Linked DNA regions of Mus musculus: region 2 is linked to region 1. The links are chromatin contacts, called in public Hi-C maps. All regions are on one chromosome and are shown on one strand. Each heading gives the region's core, a stretch centred on a gene start, on an enhancer-like site or on the middle of the called end of the contact. The rest is flanking DNA. Distances are from core to core; before and after follow the strand shown.

Region 1 (2,796 bases), core at 93-2,592:
AAGAAGGTTGAAAGAGCAGAGAGTCAAGCTCCCAGACACTGGGACTATTTGGTCATCATGTCTGAGCAGAATGTTGATATATTACCACAGGTAGACAAAACAGGGACTAACAGAAAACAGAAGATTCTTGGACCTGGAGATACTGTTGGGGCAACCCATTGGGTTGACGACACCATGAAGTACATGGGAACCCCTGTACCCCAAGGGAGGAGTGTGCTCACTTCTGGGTGTGAGATCCAGGCCAGTTCTGACAGGAGTGCTCTGGGGGACCTTCGACAGCGTCACTAGGGCTCTATAGGGTCAAGCAGATTCTGCCTTACTCCGTTGTTTGTTCCCACCCTAGAGTGGCTTCCTGAATTCACTGGGTGATCACCTGGCACCTGCCAGGGACTTCCTGAGTGACCCCAGGAATAGAGACAGAGAGTCAACCCTGGCTGTGGGGTGGGAATAAGGAAGCTAAGAAGTGAAACTGGGACAGTCTGACTTCCAGGAAGCTAGGGCATTGTGACACTTCAGCCATGCCATTGGAGAAGGGGGGTGTTGGCCCTGTGGGCCTTCCCACTTGAAATGCCTGTGCATGCAGTAGGTGATAGCATTGCCAGGGCCCTGTACAGTGCCAGCCTTAGCCTTCAGTTGGGTCCTAATCTTATTAGAACACTCCCTGGCCAGGCTTCGCCATCTCCAGATGTTCCTGGGAAATACTGGAGTTCCACATAGCTGTGTTAGTCCATGGGCTCAGGGAAAGCCTAAAGAGTACGGGTGAGGGGTGAGGGTGAGGAATAGTGCCCTGCCCAGGTCTCCTGGCCCCTCCACAGATGGCATTGAGAGTCGCTTTCTTCAGTTGTGCTGAGAAATGAAACCTTGCCTAACCCCATGAAACCACAAGAAGAGAAAAACATGCAAGGCCACTCCACTGCAGCTGGGCTCTGGGGCTCCTCCTCCCTCTTATTGTCAGGCAGGTGGGGCTGGCAGGTTTGTGCTAAACACAAGAGAAGGGTTTACCGGGGTGGCATCTGTTCCAAGTTCCCTGAAGACCCACCTCTGTCGAGAACAGTGATGTTTACTTAAGGGCATAGGACATGGGCTCTTTGTCATTCTGTTCTGATCTCTGAGGTAAACTTAGCTGGGCTGAACTGAACACTCTCTGGCACCCTGCCTGACCCAGAGCTGGGGACAGATGCGTGCAGGGTCCCTTCACTGTGCATCTTTGAGGTATCAGGGACCACACTGCTGCTGCTGAGTGGCTCCCAGCTGCCACAGCAGACATGCCAAGGCAGGTTTGTGGGGGTGTTACTATGAAGAGGGCACTAGAGGCTTCAGGAGTCTAGAAAAGGCTGTTTGCTTTGCTGTAGAAGTGTATGTTTTAAGCCAGGTGTTTGGGGATTGAGACAGAGATAGAAGGGATGCTTATAGAGTAGAACAGAAATTGTTACCCTTTATCCTGGGTGCACAGGCCTTTGCCAGGGATGCCCCAAACACTAAATTAGTAGCCAAAGACCCAAATACACAGATACAAATAGACATGCAGATACCAATACAGCCACACAGATAAACAGACACATCAATGCATAAACTCACACAAACACAGACATACACACAGACACACACATACTCTCTCTCTCTTACACACACACACACACATACACACATAGACTTACACAGACACTCTCTCTCACTCTCACACACATATATATATACACACTCACACACATATACACATGCATGCACATAGACATACAGACAAACGCACACAGACTCTCTCATACATACACACAGGCAAGCACACACATATACACACTCACATGCACACATACACACATGTAAATAGGAATACACACAGACATTCTCTCTCTCTCTCTCTCTCTCTCTCTCTCTCTCTCTCACACACTCTCACACACACACACACACACACACACACACACACACAAACACTGTCCTGTCCTCACAGACGTCTGCCTATGCCTCATTTCACAAGCTATATCGCTCTGCCTGTCCTGGCATTGTGTCCTGTCCAAAGAGCCATTTGAGTCTCTGACATATCCTTGAGGATGGTGGCCCTGAAATTCCAGGCCTGGGCCTGAGATAAAGGACTCCAGGTCACTACTCTCCTCCCATTCTCTCTGCTACCTGCTAGAAAGCTAGAGACCTTGAGGACCTAGCTGCCAGTCCATCACAGGCTTAGGCAAGTGAGGTCCAGGCCAGGAGATGCTCAACAGATGCTTGCCCGCTGGCAGATGAGCCCCAAGGGCAAGATGCTCCTGAGGGCTGAGCCACTCCTGAAAAGAGTTTTCTCACAAGCAAAGGCTAAAAAAGAAACAAATAGGGCTGGAGAGATGGCTCAGTGGTTAAGAGCACCAACTGCTCTTCCAAAGGTCATGAGTTCAAATCCCAGCAACCACATGATGGCTCACAACCATCCGTGATGAGAGCCCCTGCCCTCTTCTGGGGTGTCTGAAGACAACTACAGTGTACTTGCATATAATAAATAAATTAATTTTTAAAAATTAAAAAAAAGAAGAAGAAACAAATAGTAAGAGTATCAAGGTAAAGACATGTCCCTGGGAGCTCCTTCCTGTGTTCAGAGGCTCACCTACAAGCAGGCACTCCTGGTCACCTTCTGGCCTGTGGCCTTCACTAGGAGAGTCTTAATCAGTGATTCTCAACCTGTGGGTCATGACCCCTTTGGGTCAAATGACCCTTTTACAGGGGTCACCTAAAACCCTCAAACAAACAAAAAAGCATATATTTACATTATAACTCATGGCAGTGGCGAAATTGATTATAAAGTAGCAACAA
Region 2 (2,700 bases), core at 140-2,639, 140 kb before region 1:
CCAAAATAGCTATATGTAAAATTCTATGAGCTATGGGATTTTTCTAAAAGTAATACTGAAGGGAAAAAGTACTGAGAGGCAGAGCTGAACCTAAGACCAATCAGATGGGTACCACGCCGCAATGCCCAGATGTGTTGAGCAAGAGGAATGGGGGGTTGCATAGCTATTTTTCTTAATCTATCCCATTTGTGATGTTTTAATTAATCGAAAAATCCCAGTTGTTAAAGACTTGGCACGCATAGTGATGTAATTCTATTTACTTGAGACTTTGAGCCAGCAGCTATGACATCCAGGTGCTTGCTGGACTCTGATGGGTTACATCTCAATGGGCCCATCATACATAGATCGAAAATATCCCAAGTAGGAGATAACATTCTAAGCTACCAGACATCAAGGCCATTAACAGGGCCGTCTGGAGCTCTGGTTGCTCCTTTCAGTCACGAGGCTGAGTCTGCACCTACCCAGATCTGGAGGGAGGTTGTGCTGAATATCTCCAGGCCCGAGAAAGACCACAATTCAAAAGCACAATTTCCACTGCCACAAAAAAAAAAAAAAAAAAAAAAAAAAAAAAAAAAAAAAACTACGCTAGTTTATTTCTTAAAAACGGAACCATTTTACATGGCGGATGACCCCACTGGATCATGGGAGAATGAGCCTGTGGTAACTCTCCCACCACCTGCGTTCTTTGATGACCACACTGCCTGTATCCTCCAGCTTCAGGCAAGCCTGGAGGTTCTCCTTCCCTCTCTCATCTGACTTAACCAGCCTCCCCAGAGTTATGGGACCTCTCCTGCCAGCTCACTGGGAAGACTCCTCCCTGGCTGTTTTCTGTAACCTGAGGAAAGACACTGGGGTCTCCTGACAGAAGCCTGTGGCTTGAGCTGTAGACCTCGGTGTTGCGGGGAGAGGAACTGATTTAAAACGAACGAGCTTTCGGGACTGATGCGTTCGCCGTAGAAGCCACTGGTTCAGTTTCGTTCTGGGAAACAAGGCCCTCCCACTGAGGAGCTCCACTCATGCCAGAGGGAAGTAGATACTTACCAGGAAAAATAGAACCACTGTTCTGCCAGAGTAGCCTGACCAATACAGCCTCGGTATGTGTGGGCTGGCTCTGGCCTCTACCTCAGATACCTGAATCTATGGACGTTCAAGTCCTCTGTAACAACAGTTCTCAACAGTTCTTCCTGTGGGTCCCGACATCTTTGGGGATCATGTATCAGATTATGAGTCATAACATTATGAGTCATAACAGTAGCACAATTATAGTTCTGAAGTAGCAATGAAATAATGTTGTGGTTGGGGGATCACAGTTTAGGGAAGTTGAGAGCCACCGCTCGACGGGAAATGGTGTGGTTTCCACATCTCACCCATGCACACCCTTTCCTAAGCTTTAAATCCTCTCTCAGAGACTTAAAATGGCAGACAGTGTAAGTAGTGCCGTGTGTGCCCACAGTTGTAGGCTACGTCACTGGGAAGTTATGGCAACGAGAGAAAGCAGTCCATATATTCCGTATGGGTCTTCTGTACCTCCAGTGTTTTCACCCTGCAGCAGGTGAACCCACAAATGCAGCGCGGGTGCTTTGGAAGCTTCAGCAGCCTGGCTGTGCATGACCATGGCTGGGTTGGGAAGACACTGAAGCAATCGTTGTCTTTGTAGCATGAGATGGCACGGGCTTCATGTCTGGTGCAGTCTCAGAGCCTCAGGTCTCCATCAAAAACCACATATGCCAGCTCATCCGCATGCCTGGATTTCTGAGTTCTTCCATCCCTATTTCTGCATAGTTTCTCTTTCTGTTTCTCTGGGTCTGTCTCTCCTTCCTCCTCCCCTGTCTTAGTGACCTGCAGTCTGTTCCTTAAAACTGTACCGTTAGACCCAAGTATCCATGGGCTATGCTCAGAAAGAATCAACTAACAACAAATGAAAACATTTTTATTAAAAAAATGTTAGCTGAGCCGTGGTGGTGCAAGCCTTGAATCCCAGCCCTTAGGAGGCAGAGACAGGCAGATCTCTGTGAGTCTGAGGCCAGCCTGGTCTACAGAGTGAGTTCCAGAACAGCCAGGGCTATGCAGAGAAAGCTTATCTCAAAAAAAAAAAAATTATCTGTACCAAACATGAAGGGTTTTTTTCTTATTACTTCCTATGAATTATATATAGTATGGTGACACAGCTTGTATCACAGTAGGTATTTGTAAGTGGTTTAAAGCTGACCTAGAGGAATCAGGAAGACTGCACACATTATACACAAATGTTACATCATTTTGGATGAGGAACGTGAGCATCCGTAGGTTCTGGGACCAACCCTTCATAACTAGTGTGAGCTTTCATGGACTCCTAAATAAGGACTGCACAGTATTGTCTGGTCAGGATACAGGATAACTCTGCTGGGGTTGGGCCGATGAGGCAGCACTGGCAGGAGAGTTTGACGGGAAGGTGTTTCCTAGGTAGAAACCGGTTAATTCTAGAAGGAAAAATAGATCACAAGAGAGCCATGTCATTAAACGTACTACTGTAAAGCTCTGAACCCCAAATAGTGGGAAGAATTAAGTTCACACTAAGCCCAAACATTATTGTTCTGTCTCCATTCCCCAGGCTTAAGCTTCCTGTACTTTGGAGGGCACTAAATCAGGATTAAAGGCAAGCCTGTCCACAGGCAAAGCTGAGCTCTTGCATGAAATCGGGGGCACACCTGTGTTAGTTAT

What was found. A called contact is a pair of places that touch in the nucleus more often than the background predicts.
Region 2: a contact with region 1 is called in a Hi-C map of nephron progenitors, with 5 times the contacts expected there. The contact joins two enhancer-like sites. A contact is called at or near these places in 1 of 39 promoter capture datasets (the C10 cell line), 11 of 484 Hi-C or Micro-C datasets (the C10 cell line, the G1E-ER4 cell line, the HPC-5 cell line and 7 more), 9 of 115 datasets of contacts at active chromatin or transcription factors (the 230-238 cell line, CD8 T cells, the HPC-7 cell line and 5 more) and 1 of 9 other capture datasets (bone marrow-derived macrophages).

What each region holds. Positions count from the first base shown.
Region 1 is chr7:63,997,522-64,000,317 of GRCm38.p6, reverse strand. The region is part of intron 1 of Gm32633 (predicted gene, 32633); the gene reads right to left. Among named protein-coding and RNA genes, the nearest start is that of Gm32633, 12 kb to the right of the region's middle. Within about 2 kb of position 1,342, at least 8 of the 459 cell types and tissues checked have an H3K27ac peak or open chromatin away from gene starts, as enhancers often do. A contact at or near this core is called in the G1E-ER4 cell line and the SCID.adh cell line, where this site is marked.
Region 2 is chr7:64,140,125-64,142,824 of GRCm38.p6, reverse strand. No RefSeq gene overlaps it. Among named protein-coding and RNA genes, the nearest start is that of Gm45988, 11 kb to the right of the region's middle. Within about 2 kb of position 1,389, at least 137 of the 459 cell types and tissues checked have an H3K27ac peak or open chromatin away from gene starts, as enhancers often do. A contact at or near this core is called in the G1E-ER4 cell line and the SCID.adh cell line, where this site is marked.